Regions from separate parts of the Mus musculus genome. Here region 1 is linked to region 2. A link is a contact called in public HiChIP or PLAC-seq data. All regions are on one chromosome and are shown on one strand. Each heading gives the region's core, a stretch centred on a gene start, on an enhancer-like site or on the middle of the called end of the contact. The rest is flanking DNA. Distances are from core to core; before and after follow the strand shown. Region 1 overlaps Trerf1 (transcriptional regulating factor 1). Region 2 has its middle 44 kb from the start of Ubr2.

Region 1 (3,471 bases), core at 67-2,566, 200 kb before region 2:
CCTGGGTCCTGAGATTACAGTCTTGTGCTACAACCTCCAGCTACTTTATGTAGAGTCTGGGGATTTAACTCAAATGCTTTAGAGGCAGGGATTTTATCAATTAAGCCATTCCCTTAGTTCCAACTCAGTACATTTAAGGCTCTGATTCTGTGTCCCTTCCAGACCCAACTACAGCCACAGCGGTCACCTTAACAATAGGTGTTGCTCCTTAGTTGTGCCGGTCACTAGGTAGACCCTCGCCTGAGCACCCAAGGAACACTGCAGAATGCACCCACATTCTTCTTCCCCAGCGTGCACCACTTTCTCCCTAGTTACAGGAAGCTTCCCGGAGCATGGAGGAGTACAGTACTGTATGTGCACACTCAGAGGCTAGACACAGGATAGGCATTCAGTACATATTAACACAGTAAATGAACACACTCACCTAGACCAGCGATTCGGAACCTCTGGGTTGGGACCCCTTCCCCAGGGGCCACCTAACACCATGGGAAAACACAGAGGTTTACATTATGATTCATGACAGCAGCAGAATTGCAGTTATGGAGTGGCGATGAGATAATGATACGGTTGGGGGGCTCATGACAACATGAGGAACTGTGTAAAGGGTCGCAGCATAAGGAAGGTTGAGACCACTGCTCTAGGCTGGCAGGAAGAAAATAGCCATAATGGTGCTGCAAGGCTAAAGAAAGCAGGCCTCCAAGTATATAAAATAATCCCATGAGAAGCAATACATTATTGTTTGACTATACACGAGTCCCAGAAGAAAGATCCATAGAGATACACGTGGAAATATTTCTTGTGGTTACGTCTGACAAGCAGAAGCAACGACAATATTAAACTCCATTTTGTTCTAAACGCTTTTCAGTACCAGGTACTGGGGCTGGGGTGTGGCTTTGTTGGGAGAGTTGCTTGTCCAGCATCTATGACAAGTGTCCAGGCTCCACACCCAACAACATGTTGAATTGGGTATGGTGGTGAACACCAGTAATCCCAGCATTTGGGAGGTAGAAGCCATAGCATCCTAAGTTCAAGGTCAGCCTCAGGTATGAGTTAGGTGTTCTAGGCCAGCCTAGGCTATGAGACCCCAGAAGGTGAGGATAGCCATGAATTACCCTGGTAATCTTTAAATTGGTTTGTATCTCATGTAAATATGTGTGTACGAACACACAGAGAGAAGTATGTAGTTTGTTCCAGAGGACATGAGCAAGAGGTTACGAGAGACACAATTTCCTTCCTTCCCCTAAGTGTTGCTAGGCAACGCAGAGAGAAAAAGCAGAATTGGATCCCCAGGGCCTGGGACTTAGCAGTACCTCCTTCAGAACTCACCCACCCCTGAAAGGGAAACTCTAGACTATCCAAAAGTCACCTTACTGCCTCTCGCTGGAGAAGCAGTGGCATGGTTTAAACCTCTGTGGTTATTTTACATTACAAGGGAACATTCCAGAAAGACAACATTAGCTAATAACCAGTGTGGTGCTCTGTACGCAGAAAAACGCTCTTTCCATCTAGGCTGATTCTACCATCCTAGCAGTGAGAAAGTCGAGCTAAGGGATTTGACCAGAATCCAGGGGTGGCTTAGGTCTAAACTTGGTCTTCCTACTCTATGAGATGAAGAGACCAGCCAAAGGGTGTACAGAGGACGCCAACCCAGTGGTTTAGGCAATCCTTACCACCCATAAAAAAAAAAAATATATACAGCGAGGGCTGAGTCTGGGCCCAGCACAAGGCTCTGCACAAGGAAAACCAGAGGTAAAGCCAGCCTTCAAGGGATTGACTCAGGGATACAGGCACTAACAGTGAGGGACCAACTCAGGGATGCAGGAGCTGACAAAGCTGTCACTTAATAGTATAGACTATACTAGATGTGTGTAATAGAAGGTCTGAAAAAGTGTGGGCAAGCAGGTTTTGAGGAAGAAGGAAGACAGACACCGGCCCAGCTTGAGTGAAGGAGCCACCTATGTGCCTTGAAAGAGGAAAGAGGGGAGCAGCTGAGGTACTCCCGGTCAGTGCTCCCTCCTCTGCCCTACTTTCCCACAGCCCCTCGCCCACTTGACACACATGTGTACAGCCTCCTGCAGAGGACGTGGCTCTCTGTGGGATGATTTCTAATGCTATGTGACACGGCGTTCACACTTGAGTGGGTGTAAGGGGCCGACCAGAGCGAGCCAGACAGGGTGAGGAGCTCCTGCAAGGATGCTTGGCTCTGAGGACACTCTGGTCCGTGCATGGAGGCCCACATCCCAAGCAGGTGGGATGGGCATGTCTCAGAGGTGGCAGAGAAAAGGAAGGGAAGGAGGAGATTGGCAGGGGGCGGGGAGAGCAAGCACACTTAAGGAGAACTACCCTACACCTCAGGACTTCCAGTACGAAAACCAGGACAAGTTGGTCAGCCCAGTGGCACCCTACCCAGGGACGCTAACAGATGTCCTGACCTTGGGATGACCCTCTTCCTGTCCTGCTTGGATCCACCACTGACCATTAACAACCCCAGGAATGACAAGATGAAATAAGAAGCAACCACCCGGGGAACATCTACACGCTTCCTTCTTACTCATGGATGGTGTCCTCGCAGCTCAGCCGCGCAGATTTCCAAGTGAGCTCAGGCCAAAGGGAGCATCCAATGTAGTTGACGTTAAAACAAAGCCCAGAATCATTGTTTTTTTTTTTAACTTTGCTCAACTGTTTCTCTAACATGAACTCATGAGCTACCCAGCCGAGGAAAGCCATTAATACACACCTTTACACAAAACACCTTCTTTTTCTTACCAGTTCTCCGCCATGTCCCCATCCAGACCCCACGACCCTCTGCCCACTCAGTTGCTAACTCTCCCCAAGGCAGGTCCTATAGATGGCTTCTCCCCACCCATGCAAGAGGGCCCAGCCAAGAAAAGATTTGAGTACTTCTATGTGGCAAACACTGTAGTAGGTGCCATCCAGAACACAAAGAAAGCACAACAGGACATGGTCTGACAGAGTTGATCAAGTATACAGAAGGGGGAAGAGGGTTGTGTGGGATTGGAGGCATAAGAATGTAAGAATGGGGCTGGAGAGGTGGCATCATCATTTAAAGGTTTGGCACATAAGCACAAGGAACTGGGTACAGATGTCTGGGACCCAAGTAAAAACCCAGGCATTCGTCATCCTAGCACCGGGGAGACAGGGATAGGAGATCCCTAGGCTCAGAGCCCAGCCAGTGTAGCCAAATTGGTGAGTTCCAGCTGGCGTGAGAAAGCCTGTTTCAAATAAAATGGAAAGTGATAGAAGACAGTCATAGTAGTCTTCTGGCCTCTCTCTCTCTCTCTCTCTCTCTCTCACACACACACACACACACACACACACACACACACACACCACTGAACAAATAGCCAATGCACATTGCCATTACTGTTAATGTTCGTGGATAACTGTAGGGGAGGGGGAGGGGAAGTGGAAGGGGGAGGGGGGATACAGACAGGACCCAGAAGACTGCAG
Region 2 (3,274 bases), core at 394-2,893:
GCTAGGGTGACAAAAACATACCACCAAGTTCAGCTGCCCTACATCTTGCCAAAACTAAATCGTTTTTCTGGATGTGGGACTTTCAGACTAAACTGGGAGATGTCCAAAGCAAACGGGACCAAGGAGTCACTGTGGCTGTCAGGTTCTTCGGACTGTGTGGGAGACATGTGCAGTTCACACAGGGATGCCGGGCTGTGTGTGGAGTCACAGTCGATGCTCTTGTGAGTGGATGTGTGTGCTGAATTGTCCTCTAGGGAACCCTGGTGTGCTAGAATCGTGAAGAAAAGTTGGATTAGGCACTGGGGAGTTGGTTCGCTCTGGAAAGTGTATGCCATGCAGGCATGAGGACCAGAGTTCGGATTCTCGTCACAAACATAAAAACCAAGGCTCTGGTATAGCTCCAGGCTCTCAGGGATTGGGCAGAGACAGGAGGATCCCTGGGGCTCCCTGGCCAGCCAGGCTAGCCAGGGAGCCCCAGGTTCATTTAAAGATTCTGTCTGAAAGAATAATAAGGTAAGAGGCTGGTGGGATGGGTCAGTGTATAAGGGTGTTCATCACCAACTGGGATAATATGAGTTGAATCTCTGAAGCCCAATGGGGGAATCTCTTCTGGCCTCCTAGTGCACTGTGGCATGCAAGGTCTACAAACATGTATGTATGTATGTATGTATGTATGTATGTATGTATGTATGTATGTTTGCACCTGTGCTCTCTCTCTCTCTTTCTGTCTCTCTCTCTCTCTCACACACACACACACACACACCCCAAATAAATGAATAAATAAGCATTTAAAATTTTTTAAGGGCCGGTGAGATGGCTCAGTGGGTAAGAGCCCCCGACTGCTCTTCTGAAGGTCCAAAGTTCAAATCCCAGCAACCACATGGTGGCTCACAACCATCCATAATGAGATCTGACTCCCTCTTCTGGTGTGTCTGAAGACAGCTACAGTGTACTTACATATAATAAAAATAAATCTTAAAAAAATTTTTTTTAAGGTGGAGAAGCAATTGAAGAGGGTACCTGACACCTGCCTCTGGCCTACACATGGGCACTCTGTGCGCACAAGAATGTCTCTCCGCACATACACAAGTGCATGTGAAATGAAAGGAGTCTGCTTTAGCAGAGGAGTGGAGGTACTTGACAAGACTGAAGAACTGGAAGGACCGGTATGGACCGGGATTCCAGATTTCAGGAATCAGAGAGGCACTGTAGGGCAGAGACCCAGCCCCCAGCCTGGCAAGATAGAGTCCTGGTACCACGGGCTTGGGAACCAGAATCAGGTTTCAAGCAGAAAATCTCCTTAGGGACTAAGGCTCAGGGTATCGCTCGGCTCTGGAGTTTCCAAGAGTGAACAATTAGGAATGGAGAGATGCACTAAGAGGCTCTGTCCTAAAGCCTCAAAGAGGGCTACCAAGATGGTTCTGTGGATAAAGGTGCTTGCTACCAAGCCTGACAACCTGAGTTCGATTCTGAGGACCCACAGAGTGGAAAAGAAAGAACCGGCTCCCTCAAGTTGTCCTATGACCGCCACATTCATGGACGCATAAATAAATAATAAATAAATAAGGCATTCATGAGACCATGTGAAAAATCACACACAGCCAGCCTGGTTCTCCTTTCCTTAAGCTGCCTGCCTGCCAGTGCTAATTTTAGTGTCAGGGCAGTCTAGAGAAGCGGCTCCCACCGGTTCCTGCCAGTTCAGACTGCGCATTGTTCTTTCGTTTCCTGAAATATCTAACTTTGCATTTCTTTAAAAAAAAATACTACCCCCAATATGCATTGGGATAAAATTAGATCATGAAGAAAAATGTAACGACGAAAGCAAAAGTTCCTGCAATTGCTCTCGATTTAACTGGCTGTTGACGTTTCTGTGTTCTGTCCCGCTCATAGGGAGCCACTGACTTTGTCTCTGGAAGTTCAACTGTGTGTGATTTCTTTTGGGAAGGGTGAGGTATAAGGGTTCCACAGTACTAGCCAACCAGACTGGCATGGCATCTGAGATCGTCCCAGCTCAGCCTTCCAAACGCTGGCATTCTGGCGTGCATCACCACATTCGACTCCAAATGTCATTTTTGGATGGTGGGCGGGGTGGGGTGGGGGTTGTTTGTTTGTTTGATTGCTTGTTTGTTTGTTTGTTTGTTTGTGTGATTGTTTCATTTTGTCTTGAAACAGGATCTCAAAGTGATACAGTCTGGCCTCAAACTCACTATGCAACTAATCGGCCTTAACTCTCTTCCGGTCTGTCTCTCAAGCTAGGGTTACAAACATGTGACATTATGCCTGGCTTGCTAAATGCCTTTTCTAACTGAGTTGGTTGGTTGGTTGGTTAGTTAGTTGGTTTGTTAGTTAGTTGGTTAGTTAGTTGGTTAGTTACATACTTATTTAGTTAGTTGAAACACAGTCTCCTATAGGTCTGCCTGCCCTCAAACTTGCACAGTAGCTGAAGTTAACCTTGAACTCCTCATCCTTCTGTCTCCACCTCTCAAGTTCTGGAAGCCTGCATCACCCTACCCCACCTTAATATATTGTTTTAACATAACATTTGCTGAAAACTTTTTCCGCCTCAATAAATAGTATCTATATCAGCATCAGATGCCAGCTCACCAGAACCTAGTCTTATCTGGGAGATGGAATTCTGGCCATGCCTGTCAAGGGCGGGCTTGATTGAGTTAATGTGAGAAGACTCTTCCTAACCATGGGTGGGAGTGTTCCCTAGGCAGCGGATCCTGGACTACACAGAGCGGAGAACAGTGAGCTAAGTCGTGGCCAGCATACACACACACTGCTTCTCCGCTGTGCATGGGATGCAGCCAGCTCCTCCGAGCTCCAGGTGCCTTGGCTTCCCCCACTCCTCCTGCTCCATGGCAGTCTGTAACTTGAGCTGTGAGTCTGAGTAAACCTTTCTCCCTTAAGTTGCTTTTGTTAGAGTATTTAACAACAGCAACAGGAAAAGAAGCTAAGATACATACTGTTTCCTTAAACTGACAGTCAAAATAAGGGTACAACAGTCCCTCTAGGGTTCACTGGGTTCTGAGTTATGAACTTGCCTTAGCCCTCCCTTCAATAAATATAACTGAAAGGACAGTGTCTACATCTATTCTTTTGAAGATTTATTATTTTATTTATGTGTATGTGAGTGTGCATGTTCCTGTGTATATGCAGGTGCCCCCAGAGACCAAAGGAGAGCATCAGATCCCCTGGAGCTGGCATTACAGGCACTTTGTGAGTTGCCACATGTGGGTGCTGGGAACCAAACTCTGGCTGTCCCCTGCAT

Evidence for each region. HiChIP or PLAC-seq counts read pairs in DNA pulled down with a chosen protein or histone mark.
Region 1: a contact with region 2 is called in an H3K4me3 HiChIP or PLAC-seq map of bone marrow-derived macrophages, with 4 times the contacts expected there. The contact joins two enhancer-like sites. A contact is called at or near these places in 7 of 484 Hi-C or Micro-C datasets (the G1E-ER4 cell line, bone marrow-derived macrophages, embryonic stem cells and 3 more), 3 of 115 datasets of contacts at active chromatin or transcription factors (astrocytes, bone marrow-derived macrophages and embryonic stem cells) and 1 of 9 other capture datasets (embryonic stem cells).

What each region holds. Positions count from the first base shown.
Region 1 is chr17:47,247,961-47,251,431 of GRCm38.p6, reverse strand. All of the region lies in intron 1 of Trerf1 (transcriptional regulating factor 1), which reads right to left. Among named protein-coding and RNA genes, the nearest start is that of Trerf1, 19 kb to the right of the region's middle. Within about 2 kb of position 1,316, at least 49 of the 459 cell types and tissues checked have an H3K27ac peak or open chromatin away from gene starts, as enhancers often do. A contact at or near this core is called in bone marrow-derived macrophages, where this site is marked.
Region 2 is chr17:47,053,215-47,056,488 of GRCm38.p6, reverse strand. No RefSeq gene overlaps it. Among named protein-coding and RNA genes, the nearest start is that of Ubr2, 44 kb to the right of the region's middle. Within about 2 kb of position 1,643, at least 59 of the 459 cell types and tissues checked have an H3K27ac peak or open chromatin away from gene starts, as enhancers often do. A contact at or near this core is called in bone marrow-derived macrophages, where this site is marked.